Linked DNA regions of Oncorhynchus mykiss: region 2 is linked to region 1. The links are chromatin contacts, called in public Hi-C maps. All regions are on one chromosome and are shown on one strand. The core of a region is the stretch at or near the end of the contact, and the rest is flanking DNA. Distances in the headings are between cores, read along the strand shown. Region 1 holds the start of LOC118944715 (putative protein FAM47C). Region 2 holds the start of LOC110520535 (cytochrome c oxidase assembly factor 5).

Region 1 (6,734 bases), core at 907-3,406:
TCACGGCCGGTTGTGATACAGCGTGGATTCGAACCAGGTCGTCTCAAGCACTGAGATGCAGTGCCTTAGACCGCTGCACCACTCGGGAGCCCTAAAATGAACTAAACATTAAATTATCTGACAACAGCTCTGGTGGACATTCTTACACCTGTCAGGTGAGCGGATTGTCTTGGTAAAAGAGAAATGCTCACCTACAGGGATGTAAACAAATTTGAGAAATAAGCTTTTTGTGCTTATGGAACATTTCTGGGATCTTTTATATCAGCTCATGAAACCAACACTTTAAATGTTGCATTTATATTTGTGTTCAGTATAATATGACCACTCTATGGAAAGATGAGACTCTTCTGAGGGTAACCTAGTGCAGATTTAAAACATTAAAACAAGTCGTTCTGTGGGGGTTAAATATGTACCCCCCCCCCCAAAAAAAATGTTATTTCCACGGCTATAGTAGTACAGGCCAAATTCAATGTGTTTCTATGGGCTATAGTAGTACAGGCCAAATTCAATTTGTTTCTATGGGCTATAGTAGTACAGGCCAAATTCAATGTGTTTCTATGGGCTATAGTAGTACAGGCCAAATTCAATTTGTTTCTATGGGCTATAGTAGTACAGGCAAATTCAATGTGTTTCTATGGGCTATAGTAGTACAGGCAAATTCAATGTGTTTCTATGGGCTATAGTAGTACAGGCCAAATTCAATGTGTTTCTATGGGCTATAGTAGTACAGGCCAAATTCAATGTGTTTCTATGGGCTATAGTAGTACAGGCCAAATTCAATGTGTTTCTATGAGCTATAGTAGTACAGGCCAAATTCAATGTGTTTCTATGGGCTATAGTAGTACAGGCCAAATTCAATGTGTTTCTATGGGCTATAGTAGTACAGGCAAATTAAATGTGTTTCTATGGGCCATAGTAGTACAGGCCAAATTCAATGTGTTTCTATGGGCTATAGTAGTACAGGCCAAATTCAATGTGTTTCTATGGGCTATAGTAGTACAGGCCAAATTCAATGTGTTTCTATGGGCTATAGTAGTACAGGCCAAATTCAATGTTCAAAGTTATCAAATAATTTTTTTTATTTAAAAAAATGTATACCTACGTGGGTCCTAAAATTCTAAATCAAATAGCAAAAAAGTATCATGTATGACCATCTTAAAACAATTGAATATGTTAGTTTAGTAGAACCCCCTCTAACTCCAGCCTCTCCCTTTCTTTGTCAGCTCTGTTAGATATGATGTACTGTAACTAGCTAACAATGCTCTCCTCACTGACTCTAGCCTACTGTACTGAAAATCATTCAAGCAAGTAGGTTACTGGGGTCACGCTTGCAGGCCTTGCTGGAGTTGGTTACAGATATAGCCAGTCCCTTTTCTAACTAACCCTTCTCCTTGCTTCCTCCCTCCTCGATCTGAACACGAACACTTATTAGTGGTCGACCTGCATGGCGAGAACTGGCTGTGGCTGGACCACACTGTACATGTGTGAAACAGAACAACTATACGTATCCCCTATTTGATAAACAACCAAATGTAGCTGGCTAACAGAATGAATCATGTGTCGCAGCACCACACTCTGCACAAATTGTGTGTGCAGTGGGAAAACGTTACTTACATCGAAATCCTGTTACATAATTGCTCAACACTGAATCGACAACAAGAGGTGTGCACGAGTGTGCTACAAAGTGTCCACACACACTCTGCACAGTTCCCATTGTAAAAGCGGTAGTCACTTTGCTTACTCACCTTTCCTCTCTGACTGACTTGTCCTGAAACCAAGCAGCTAAATGTCGCTCTCGCAGGCTTCTAACCCGTCTAGGAAGCAGTGGAGTTATTCCTTATTTGGAGTTTGGTGTAACTGTCGTGGTCTTCCAAGTTTGACATCCTCTCGTGGTTCTTGCATGATTTTCGATCACCCTTTTATGTGTACTTTCCATTTTCAGCAGCCTGGCTGCTTTTTTCCCTCTCTTCGCTCTCCCTCTCAACTCCGCGGTTCCTCCCGTCACTGTTTACCGTCTTGAACCCTCCTCCCTGTCAGGTCAGTGAAAGCTCGCATTGCCGCTGGCTGGGGTTATCGTGCCACCCAGTGGCGAGTCAACAACACTACATTTGACGCAGCGCTGTGAAGGGACAAGTTCCATTTCATTGCTCATTTCCCTTAGCCCTTATCTCCTCGGTCTCCACAGCAGAGAAAAGTGGCGATTACTCAATTTAAACACCGGAGAAGGGGTCTAAAAATCTAAAGGAGATTTGGCCAAAGAGATTAGGGACGAACGGATGTGGTGGGCTACTATCGACCACCCACATATCCTCTCACGCACGCACGTCCTCATTGAATGGACTGTGTTTTTACTGTTACTTCATCCAGCCCATTGGTCCCCTAATACATGCACGCACACATACACTGAGAGTGGGAGAGAGAATTGAATTGAATTGAGAGAGCACAACGGAGAAAATGGTCTGGACTAGAGTGTAGACTGGTAAAACAGACAGTGTGTATAATCTATAGTGGGCCTATATTAGGACTCTGGTGAACAAAATATTGCGGGTAGACTAGGCCGAGTGTGACAAAAAAAGAGCACTTTTTTTTGTTCTCTTCTGTCTCGTGCTTTGATGCAGACTGGCCGCTGTGCCACCAGCCAGTGTCCTCAGAAAACCTGGCACGCGCACAGACCTACGCACAAATGACGGGCGGCGTACATGCAGAGAATACCGACACACCGGAGAGCTCGGATACTTCAGTCCAGTACAGGCTACTGCTTCTGGGTAAACCGTTATCTCAAAAGTCTCTGTAGGCTAGCTTCTGCCATTAGTGGGCCTATGACAGGTTCTAACACTTTTTGCCTATATGATATTATGCTGATTTAACATCTAAATTACCAGTTCAATTCCAATTTCGGCTGCAGTGATTTAATATAATGGGTGACGATTTCATCCCAAGCACGTCATCGCGTGCAATGCACGTTTGTTCGTTCATTCATAAACTAATTAACCCCGAAAATCCGTTAAAGATGCATGAAGTCAATACATCATATTTGATATTTCAAGTTTGTTCGATTGTCATATTTCGTCTAGCCTAATTCTAATTATGGATTCTCTGATGTATATATTTTTTTAAATACATTATATTTCTACTTTTGGTCTCGTTTCATTGTGCCTGTCACGTGCACAGATGTAGGCTACAGCCTGTTGCTATGGTTCCAGACAGCGGATGCAGAGGCTTGTCATAGCAGTCTTCCTATTGGTGGAAAGGGCAGCAGTAATAAGTGATGGACAAAGAATAATTAGCTATAAGACAACCTATTCAGAGAAAGCAAGAAAGGTGTGGGGGTCAGAAAGAAATAGGCTAGGGAGTCAGTCAGTCAAAGACAGGGAGAGGTGTAGGAGAGGGGGGCACAATGAGAGATCTCTCCATGTTGGCTAGGGAGTTAAGAGCAACAGTCTGAGCAGAAATGGAGCTAGGCCTATATAACTGGAATACACACACACACACACACACACACACACACACACACACATCTAAATAAGAAAAGTTGAGTGAGACAAATATAATTTTGGAAATATCTGAGAGATCACTAAGTATAAATCTATCTGGTTCATCATCAGATAGATAAAACATAAAGAATACCTTCCTAATATCCAGTTTGCCCACAGAACAGACTCAATTCGTCAGGGAAGGAACTCTACAAGGTGTCCAAAGCGTTCCACAGGGATGCTGGCCCATGTTGACTCCAATGCTTCTCACAGTTGTGTCAAGTTGGCTGGATGTCCTTTGGGTTGTGGACCATTCTTGATACACATGGGAAACTGTTGAGCATGAAAAACCCAGCAGGGATGCAGTTCTTGACACAAAGCCTGGCACCAACTACCATATCCTGTTTAAAAGCACTTACATTTTTTGTCTTGCCCATTCACCCTCTGAATGGTGCACATACACAATCAATCAAATCAATCAAAAAGGTTTAAAAATCATTATTTAACCTGTCTCCTCCCCTACATCTACACTGATGGAAGTGGATTTAAGAAGAATCATCAATAAGGGATCTTAGCTTTCAGCTGGTCTATGCCTATACCGCTCGTCCATATATGGATATATTCTTATTCCATACCTTTACTTAGATGTGTGTGTATTAGGTCGTTTTGGAATTGTTAGATTACTTGTTAGATATTACTGCATTGTCGGAACTAGAGGCACAAGCATTTTGCTACTACACTTGCACTAACATCTGCTAACCATGTGTATGTGACCAATAAAATGTGATTTGATTTGGTCAGTCTGTCATGGAAAGTTCCTAATGTTTTCTACACTCACTGTACAGATTCTACTTCAATAAACAAGGGGATAGACTCCTACATACAAATTGCAATATCAAAAAGACATTTATGAAACACATTTTGGTATGTAACTTTTGATAACCACATTAGACGATATTATAAATAATAATTTTGCAAAGACAGGAACATGAATGCTGGCCAGAAAAACAACAATTAAATGCTCTAGTTTTGGTATTTTTGTAAAAATGAATGGTCTGACACACACAGTGCACATAAAAAAGTGAAAGGTATCTCAAAATGTCCTTAAAAAGGCCATCCCATAGTGGAGTCATTAAACAAAAAAGCAAAGCTACCGGTAACTTGATCTACCCTTTGGGATGAGTGGTCTGACAATCCAAAAGAAAACTCCAAATCCCAACTTCACCTTTCCCATGATGAATCCATTCGTCCTGTAAAGGCTCATGGGAAATGTAGTCCAGAAATGCAGTCCAGGTCTCTTCCCACTGGGCACAAACTGGTTGAATGAATGTTGTATCCACGTCATTTTAACAAAAACAATCAATGTGATGACGTTGAATCAACGTGGAAAACTGATTGTAAAAAGTCATCAACGGCAGGGAATTTAGTCTTTTTTCCAACCGACTTTGAACCTAAATCCAATAACATGATGACATGTTTGTTTATTCACGTTGAATTCACGTTAGTAGACAACTCAACCAAACGTAAATCAAAACTAGACATTGAACTGGCGTCTGTGCCCAGTGGACAGGAATGGTCTTTTTGAGGAAATGGTCACTGGTTACCACAGTGACTTTTTGCAACGGAGGCTAGTTAGAGTTTTACTGTGGTTGAATGCATTGTATTCAGAAATGTAGTCCAGGTCTCTTGATCTTTTACAGTCCATGTTTTGTACAGTAGAAGAATCATAAAGTCCTCGCTGGTGCACTGAGCCATGTTTCTCTTAAAATGTCCTTGTTAGACAGTTTCTGTGTTTGTTTCATCGTCACATGTGGCACATTTGGCAAAGCAGCAAGTTTAAAGGCTTTAAATCCATGTGGCACTTTGTAGATCTGCACTGACAATCCGAACAGGAAGAGGAAAGAGATACCAAGACAGTTCGCTCTGCTTGATTGTAGGGATAACAACACCTTCCCCCAATCAAGATAAAGCACAAGGTAAAGCGTCACCACTGTGTATAAACCCAACCCATCATTTACGGTACATGCTGAGAATTGAAGCATAATAATAATCCTGACGACGTGGAATGCAGGGGGAATCCTCCACTTATAATCACACTGGTTGTGTCCCTCTCTCCCTCCTGCCACTAGCCCACGCTGGCACTGATGCGTATCCACTGAAGACCCTGTCTGGTGTACTGGACTGCATGAGCAATACTACTGTGGAGAGTCAATGGCCCTGACAGTGTATTCAGGTAGTTAAAGAACTCTGGAGAGAGGAGAGACAGAAAGAGGGAGAGAGTGAGAAGGAGAGAGAGAGAGAGAGAGAGAGAGAGAGAGAGAGAGAGAGGAAGGGAGAGAGAGGGGGAGAGGAGATAGATAAAGGAGTTAGATAAAATCAAGTAAAACAATGAAACCTAGTATCAACAACCTGAGCTCTCAACTTTCCAAAGCATGTGAAAATAACAATAAACAAAAATGAAACAAACAATCAGAAATCCATAGTAAATATTACACTCACAATAGTTTCAAAAATAATAGACAATAATATAACATGTTAAATGTCTATGTACACTGTTGAAACAATGTTCACATTCTCTCTCTCCAAAAAGCCACAACTCTCATTTCAGTCCATCTACACATTGCCTAATAATGGGTTAGTCTCTCTCACCATTGTTGTCTCTGACCAGGCTTTCTGCTAGCTCCCAGTACTCATAGCTGTATAGGACATTGTTGGTGATGTTCAGGTGATTTGCTGCCATCTGGTGGATACGCAGGGGAATGTTGATGAGGGAAGAGGGGGAGCTGCCCAGGGGGAGGGCTGAGGGGCTGGGGGAGAGAGAGGAGGGAGGCCCCCCTGTGCCCCTGTGGATGAGAACACCACAATGATGCTTCACTGGGGCGAATCAAATCAACCTAATACTATATACACATTCACAAATACATTGCAGAGATTTAGAGGGAGGAAATAAGAGAGGGAGAGACTTCCTTACTTTCCTGAGCCGCTCCAGATGGGGGGTGTAGTAGGCACTTTGGGAGAACTCTGGAACGAAATAAAACGCATGTTTACAATCTATCCAATTTAATTTGAATACATCTGCGTTTAATTATATCACACCAAATGTTGGTGCTGGTGAGGTTTGTACCTTGAAGTAGTCCACTAGAGCTTTGGAGTATTTCAGGGTTAGGGTGAGGGAGAGGATAAGGGTGAGGATGAGGTTTGTACCTTAAAGTACTCCAGTAGAGCTTTGGAGTACTTCATGGCTTGGTCCTTCTTCAGACG
Region 2 (6,460 bases), core at 3,788-6,287, 170 kb before region 1:
AGACAGATCCCACAGCCCCTCGTTTTGTCACACCTGGACTTCTGTCCAGCTGTCTGGTCATGTGCGACATACAGTGGGGCAAAAAAGTATTTAGTCAACCACCAATTGTGCAAGTTCTCCCACTTAAAAAGAAGAGAGAGACCTGTAATTGTCATCAAAGGTACACTTCAACTATGACAGACAAAATGAGAAAAAAAATCCAGAAAATCACATATCACATATTTTTTATGAATTTCTTTGCAAATTATGGTGGAAAATAATATTTGGTCACCTACAAACAAGCAAGATTTCTGGCTCTCACAGACATGTAACTTCTTCTTTAAGAGGCTCCTCTGTCCTACACTCGTTACCTGTATTATTAATGGCACCTGTTTGAACTTGTTATCAGTATAAAAGACACCTGTCCACAACCTCAAACAGTCACACTCCAAACTCCACTATGGCCAAGACCAAAGAGCTGTCAAAGGACACCAGAAACAAAATTGTAGACCTGCACCAGGCTGGGAAGACTGAATCTGCAATAGGTAAGCAGCTTGGTTTGAAGAAATCAACTGTGGAAGCAATTATTATGAAATGGAAGACATACAAGACCACTGATAATCTCCCTCGATCTAGGGCTCCACACAAGATCTCACCCCGTGGGGTCAAAATGATCACAAGAACGGTGAGCAAAAATCCCAGAACCACACGGGGGGACCTAGTGAATGACCTGCAGAGAGCTGGGACCAAAGTAACAAAGCCTACCATCAGTAACACACTACGCCGCCAGGGACTCAAATCCTGCAGTGCCAGACGTGTCCCCCTGCTTAAGCCAGTACATGTCCAGGCCCGTCTGAAGTTTGCTAGAGAGCATTTGGATGATCCAGAAGAAGATTGGGAGAATGTCATATGGTCAGATGAAACCAAAATATAACTTTTTGGTAAAAACTCAACTCGTCGTGTTTGGAGGACAAAGAATGCTGAGTTGCATCCAAAGAACACCATACCTACTGTGAAGCATGGGGGTGGAAACATCATGCTTTGGGGCTGATTTTCTGCAAAGGGACCAGGACGACTGATCCGTGTAAAGGAAAGAATGAATGGGGCCATGTATCGTGAGATTTTGAGTGAAAACCTCCTTCCATCAGCAAGGGCATTGAAGATGAAACATGGCTGGGTCTTTCAGCATGACAATGATCCCAAACACACCGCCCGGGCAATGAAGGAGTGGCTTCGTAAGAAGCATTTCAATGTCCTGGAGTGGCCTAGCCAGTCTCCAGATCTCATGCCCATAGAAAATCTTTGGAGGGAGTTGAAAGTCCGTGTTGCCCAGCAACAGCCCCAAAACATCACTGCTCTAGAGGAGATCTGCATGGAGGAATGGGCCAAAATACCAGCAACAGTGTGTGAAAACCTTGTGAAGACTTACAGAAAACGTTTGACCACTGTCATTGCCAACAAAGGGTATATGACAAAGTATTGAGATAAACTTTTGTTATTGACCAAATACTTATTTTCCACCATAATTTGCAAATAAATTCATTAAAAATCCTACAATGTGATTTTCTGGATTTTTTTCATAGTTGAAGTGTACCTATGATTAAAATTACAGGCCTCTCTCATCTTTTTAAGTGGGAGAACTTGCACAATTGGTGGCTGACTAAATTATTTTTTGCCCCACTGTAGGTAAATTGCAGTTGGTCCAGAACAAAGCAGCACGTATCGCACTTTGATGTACGTGCATGTCTGTCTTTCCTGGCTCAAAGTTGAGGAGAGATTGACTGCATCATTATTGGTCTTCGTGTGAGGTATTGATGTGTTGAAGGTACCATACTGGGAAACACACAGTATTAAATAGAGCTATCAATACATGGAAATCTCTGCCACCCCAGGTAACTCAAGCTAGCAATAAAACCAGTTTTAAAAAAAGATAAAAGATCACCTTACTGCACGAAGGGGACTGTGAAGAGACACAGCCATTTTATATATATTGTCATTTGCACTGTATTATGTATTAGACCTAGATATTGTGTGTATGTACTGATATGTAGGCTGTGACGTTTCAAATGGATGTATTTCAGTCCTTGACTAATAATGTTAGTCAATATGTATGATGTCATGTTTCATGTGGACCCCAGGAAGAGTGGCTGATGCTTTTGCAGTGTCTAGTGGGATCCTAATAAATACCAATACTTAAGTGCTTTCTCCATTTCTTTTGAATGGTCTACCTATCCATGTGAGAGACGCAGACTCGGTCTCGACCTTTAAGTCTTTATTGAACACTCATCCCTTCAGTAGGTCCTATGATTGAGTGTAGTCTGGCCCAGGAGTGTGAAGGTGAACAGAAAGGCTCTGGAGCAACGAACCGCCCTTGCCGTCTCTGCCTGGCCGGTTCCCCTCTCTCCACTGGGATTCTCTGCCTCTAACCCTATTACAGGGGCTGAGTCACTGGCTTACTGGTGCTCTTCCATGCCGTACCTAGGAGGGGTGCGTCACTTGAGCGGGTTGAGTCTCTGACGTGATGTTCCTGTCCGGGTTGGGTTCATGCCGTGGGGGAGATTTTCGTGGGCTATACTCGGCCTTGTCTCAGGATAGTAAGTTGTTGGTTGAAGATATCCCTCTAGTGGTGTGGGGGCTGTGCTTTGGCAAAGTGGGTGGGGTTATATCCTGCCTGGTTGGCCCTGTCCGGGGGTATCGTCGGACAGGGGCACAGTTTCTCCCGAACCCTACTGTCTCAGCCTCCAGTATTTATGCTGCAGTAGTTTGTGTGTCGGGGAGCTAGGATCAGTTTGTTATATCTGGAGTATTTCTCCTGTCTTATCCGGTGTCTTGTGTGAATTTAAGTATGCTCTCTCTAATTCTCTCTTTTTCTCTCGGAGGACCATGCCTCAGGACTGCCTGGCATGATGACTCCTTGCTGTCCCCAGTCCACCTGGTCGTGCTGCTGCTCCAGTTCCAACTGTTCTGCCTGCGGCTATGGAACTCTGACCTGTTCACCGGACGTGCTACCTGTCCCAGACCTGCTGTTTTAAACTCTCAAGAGACAGGAGCGGTAGAAATACTCTGAATGATCGGCTATGAAAAGCCAACTGGTATTTACTCCTGAGGTGCTGACCTGTTGTACCCACTACAACCACTGTGATTATTATTATTTGACCCTGCTGGTCATCTATGAACATTTGAACATATTGGCCATGTTCTGTTATAATCTCCACCCGGCACAGCCAGAAGAGGACTGTCCACCCCTCATAACCGGGTTCCTCTCTAGGTTTCTTCCTAGGTTTTGGCCTTTCTAGGAAGTTTTTCCTAGCCACCGTGCTTCTACACCTGCATTGCTTGTTGTTTGGGGTTTTAGGCTGGGTTTCTGTACAGCCCTTTGAGATATCAACTGATGTAAGAAGGGCTTTATAAATACATTTGATTGATTAACCCTAAATGCGTTGTCGCTCTAGATAAGAGAGTATGCTAAATGAGTACATTTTTTGTATTAGTGTACATAGAAATCTGAACGACCATTTTACCTACATTCGTGAAGGAGTTTAAATAGATTTCATATAATTTCTTATGTAATAGTTGTATGTCCCCATTTCTATTAATATTGCTGTTAACTCAGGTCTGTATGAATGATACCGTGTAATTTTACTGTATTGTCAGTAAAAATAAAACTGGAATTAAATAAATCTAATGTAATTTAAACCAGCAGTTGTGTGCATTGAAGACTCCATAATGACACACTAAGCACATTCGCAAACACTTCATCTGTTCAATGACACATTTATTACACACAGTTGTTCAAAAACAGAGGCCCAATTTAGCAGTCTGTCAATCATCAGAACAGCCAAGGGGAGAGCCGACAGTCCTGCTTTAGAGTTCCTTGAAGTTCGCTCATTTCAAAACATGGAAACAGAAGAGCAGCCCAGCATTCTTCCACACACGTACAAGTGTCTATGCTTTGAATTGTGGTAGGCCTATTCACAGACTCACTCATCACTTCAGGAGGTAATAAGTCCAACATACCTATTTGAAGAGCATATATTTTCTCTACAGAACCACTTCAAATCAAGTGCTCAAGTGAAGTCAGCATAATAAAATACAACACCCATTTGGACCACTTTAAGTTAGTTTTGCTACTATTCACAATTAATCATTTCAATGCTGCGTGTTGCAGAGATTTTCAACTTTGGTCCATCAGTAGCCTTTCCTTCCCCTGAATCTGGACCGGTTATCTAACTGTAAAAATAGAGGGAAAGATCAGAAACAAGTCAGTTCCATACATAAGGATATTCCAAGTGTTGAATGAATGTCATTGATGTCAGTGATGACCCGTGATCTCACCATGGACCTCTTGCACTCGAAGAAGGAGGTCTGCAGTGCTTTACAGTGGCCCTCCTTCAGACACTGACTGGGCATCTTCCCCTCCTGCAGGAATGGACAACATGGAGTTAGTCAAACACGTTTGTACCAAGACTAGTGTTTTGATGTTATTGATCATTCTCACCGTTTACGTTGACCACACAACACATGCATCAATATCCAGAATGACCAGGTGTAGAAAGCGCTGCACTTTTCTTTTTATAATAGAAGTGTGGCTCAACCAACCAACAAGCCACAATTTACAATTTTAAGGTAGTCCTACGCTTTGAAATAAGGGATGTTATACAAGTAAAACTGTAAAGCATAATATTAGCTAGTAAACCATAACCTCAGATGAAAGGGAATATCATATTTTCCATAACGTTACCTTTACAACGCAGTCGTGTTGAAGGAGACATGCCCTGAAGTCCTCCCTGATTCCCGAGCAGGCCCTGCCATCCTCCTCTTTGTCCTCGTAGAATTTAGGCATTGTGCTGCACTTACATTTAAGACAATTACGCAAGAAATTTAGATTTGAAGAGTATATTTAACTACAGTATGTTACATGAACGTTGTAATGCAAGCCACCATATTTGATTCGCAAAGTATCCTGGGAATATAAAAATTGAACTACATGCATGCTGGGAGTGTTTGTAGTTTCAGCGAAATTAGATTTTTAACATGTACTTTTTCAAGTATACCGCTAGGTGCCACTCAAAGCTTATCTCTCAGCAGAACATCAAAAGGAAAACGATGGCAAGAATGATTCCATAGATCCTGCAGCAACCCCAACATGTTTATGCCATCTCTTGATGTATGTTGAACCTAGATGGTTGACTCTATAGGAATGTGTGGCTGATGGAAATGAGGCATTCTCCCATCAGAACTGAATTATGTGAAATAATGAAACCAAGGCAGAAAACAGATGGATGTGATTTGTATCAACCATTTTGATTTATTTCAATGATGTCCATGTAAAGCCATGTCAAAATTATCAGAGGCAGATATACTAACATAGTGATGAAGGCACACGACATGACCTGATGGGGAGAACAGAGAAGGTGGAAGCAGGCAGGGGTGGGGTGAGCCTGACTGTCTGTCTCTTACCTTTCATCTACCTCTGGGGTCTAGGCAAGCGACTCAATAATAGGCTTACCTCCATATTGCTTTTCTAAACGATCTTAGATAAGCGTGGATGAAGGGCACCAAAAAAAGGATGGAAGTAACCCCCTTCAAACTAGTGAGAAACACAGTTTGTGTTCCCCTCTGCTCAAGCCGTCCTCCACCTTAAGAAGAGGTTCATATCCTTCGCTAGAGCGTTGCAGATAGAAATGTAATGTATAGATCTGGCACGATTCCCATTTCTACACAGAGAATCATATCGGATCTACAGCATAGAGTTCTATCTGAAGGTTCTAATCCGTTGCGCTCTTTAAATAAAGGCCCAGGTGTGAGCGAGAGGGTCTGGTTTGACCAGGGGGCTCAGGGGAGGGGCCAGCTCCATTCAAAAAGTTTACCAATCAATCACACAATAAATAAAGGACATTTACAGACAAGCAAACCTGGTACAAAGTGGCCCGCTTTCGAAATCCACCCCTTGTCTTTATCCAACCTAAGAGTTTTTATTTAAAGATTTGGGTAGGCACCAGCTTGCCCTCTGACAGTATAGCTGGGATTTGTTCCTTATACTGTAGTTGTCCAACCCTACTAGACCAACATTAAGTGCTGTGATGTAGGGGCTGATTTAGAATTGGACGTGCGTGCATGCATGCACATCTTTGACATTTAAAATAGCACTCCAAATCAAACCGATCACAATCTTCTCTCACGTGGATGGAATTTTGATAGAAAAACGAAATCTTCATAAAATCTCTTATTGTATAAACATTTCTCATGAAAAAAAACACACATTTTGACCTATCCTGAAAATACCTATGCATTAAAGAGCAATGCAAATTGCTCTTTAATCAGAGTAGATAAGATGCGCCCCTAGGGGAGCGTGGCTGTCAGCATTACAGGAGGTTAATGGCACCTGAATTGGGGAGGATGGGCTCGTGGTAACGGCTGAAATGGAATGAGTGGAATGGTATCAAACATGGTTTCTATGTGTCACATGGTTTCTATGTGT

The links. A called contact is a pair of places that touch in the nucleus more often than the background predicts.
Region 2: a Hi-C map of liver shows a contact between it and region 1, with 5 times the contacts expected there. The contact joins the promoter of LOC110520535 here to the promoter of LOC118944715 in region 1. A contact is called at or near these places in 2 of 3 Hi-C or Micro-C datasets (blood and liver).

The regions. Positions count from the first base shown.
Region 1 is chr3:72,601,405-72,608,138 of USDA_OmykA_1.1, reverse strand. It overlaps LOC118944715 (putative protein FAM47C), which reads right to left and starts at 2,156. Exons shown (of 5, transcript XM_036965172.1): 1 at 1,746-2,156. It overlaps LOC110504668 (AF4/FMR2 family member 3), which reads right to left. Exons shown (of 17, transcript XM_036975094.1): 14 at 6,678-6,734; 15 at 6,445-6,494; 16 at 6,123-6,316; 17 at 4,922-5,720. The coding sequence ends at 5,599.
Region 2 is chr3:72,770,328-72,776,787 of USDA_OmykA_1.1, reverse strand. LOC110520535 (cytochrome c oxidase assembly factor 5) reads right to left here and starts at 5,037. Exons shown (of 3, transcript XM_021597926.2): 1 at 4,721-5,037; 2 at 4,315-4,398; 3 at 3,729-4,209. The coding sequence starts at 4,822. The coding sequence ends at 4,168. LOC110504700 (alpha-1,3-mannosyl-glycoprotein 4-beta-N-acetylglucosaminyltransferase A) reads right to left here. Exons shown (of 16, transcript XM_036975100.1): 16 at 5,259-6,460. It also overlaps the pseudogene LOC110504707.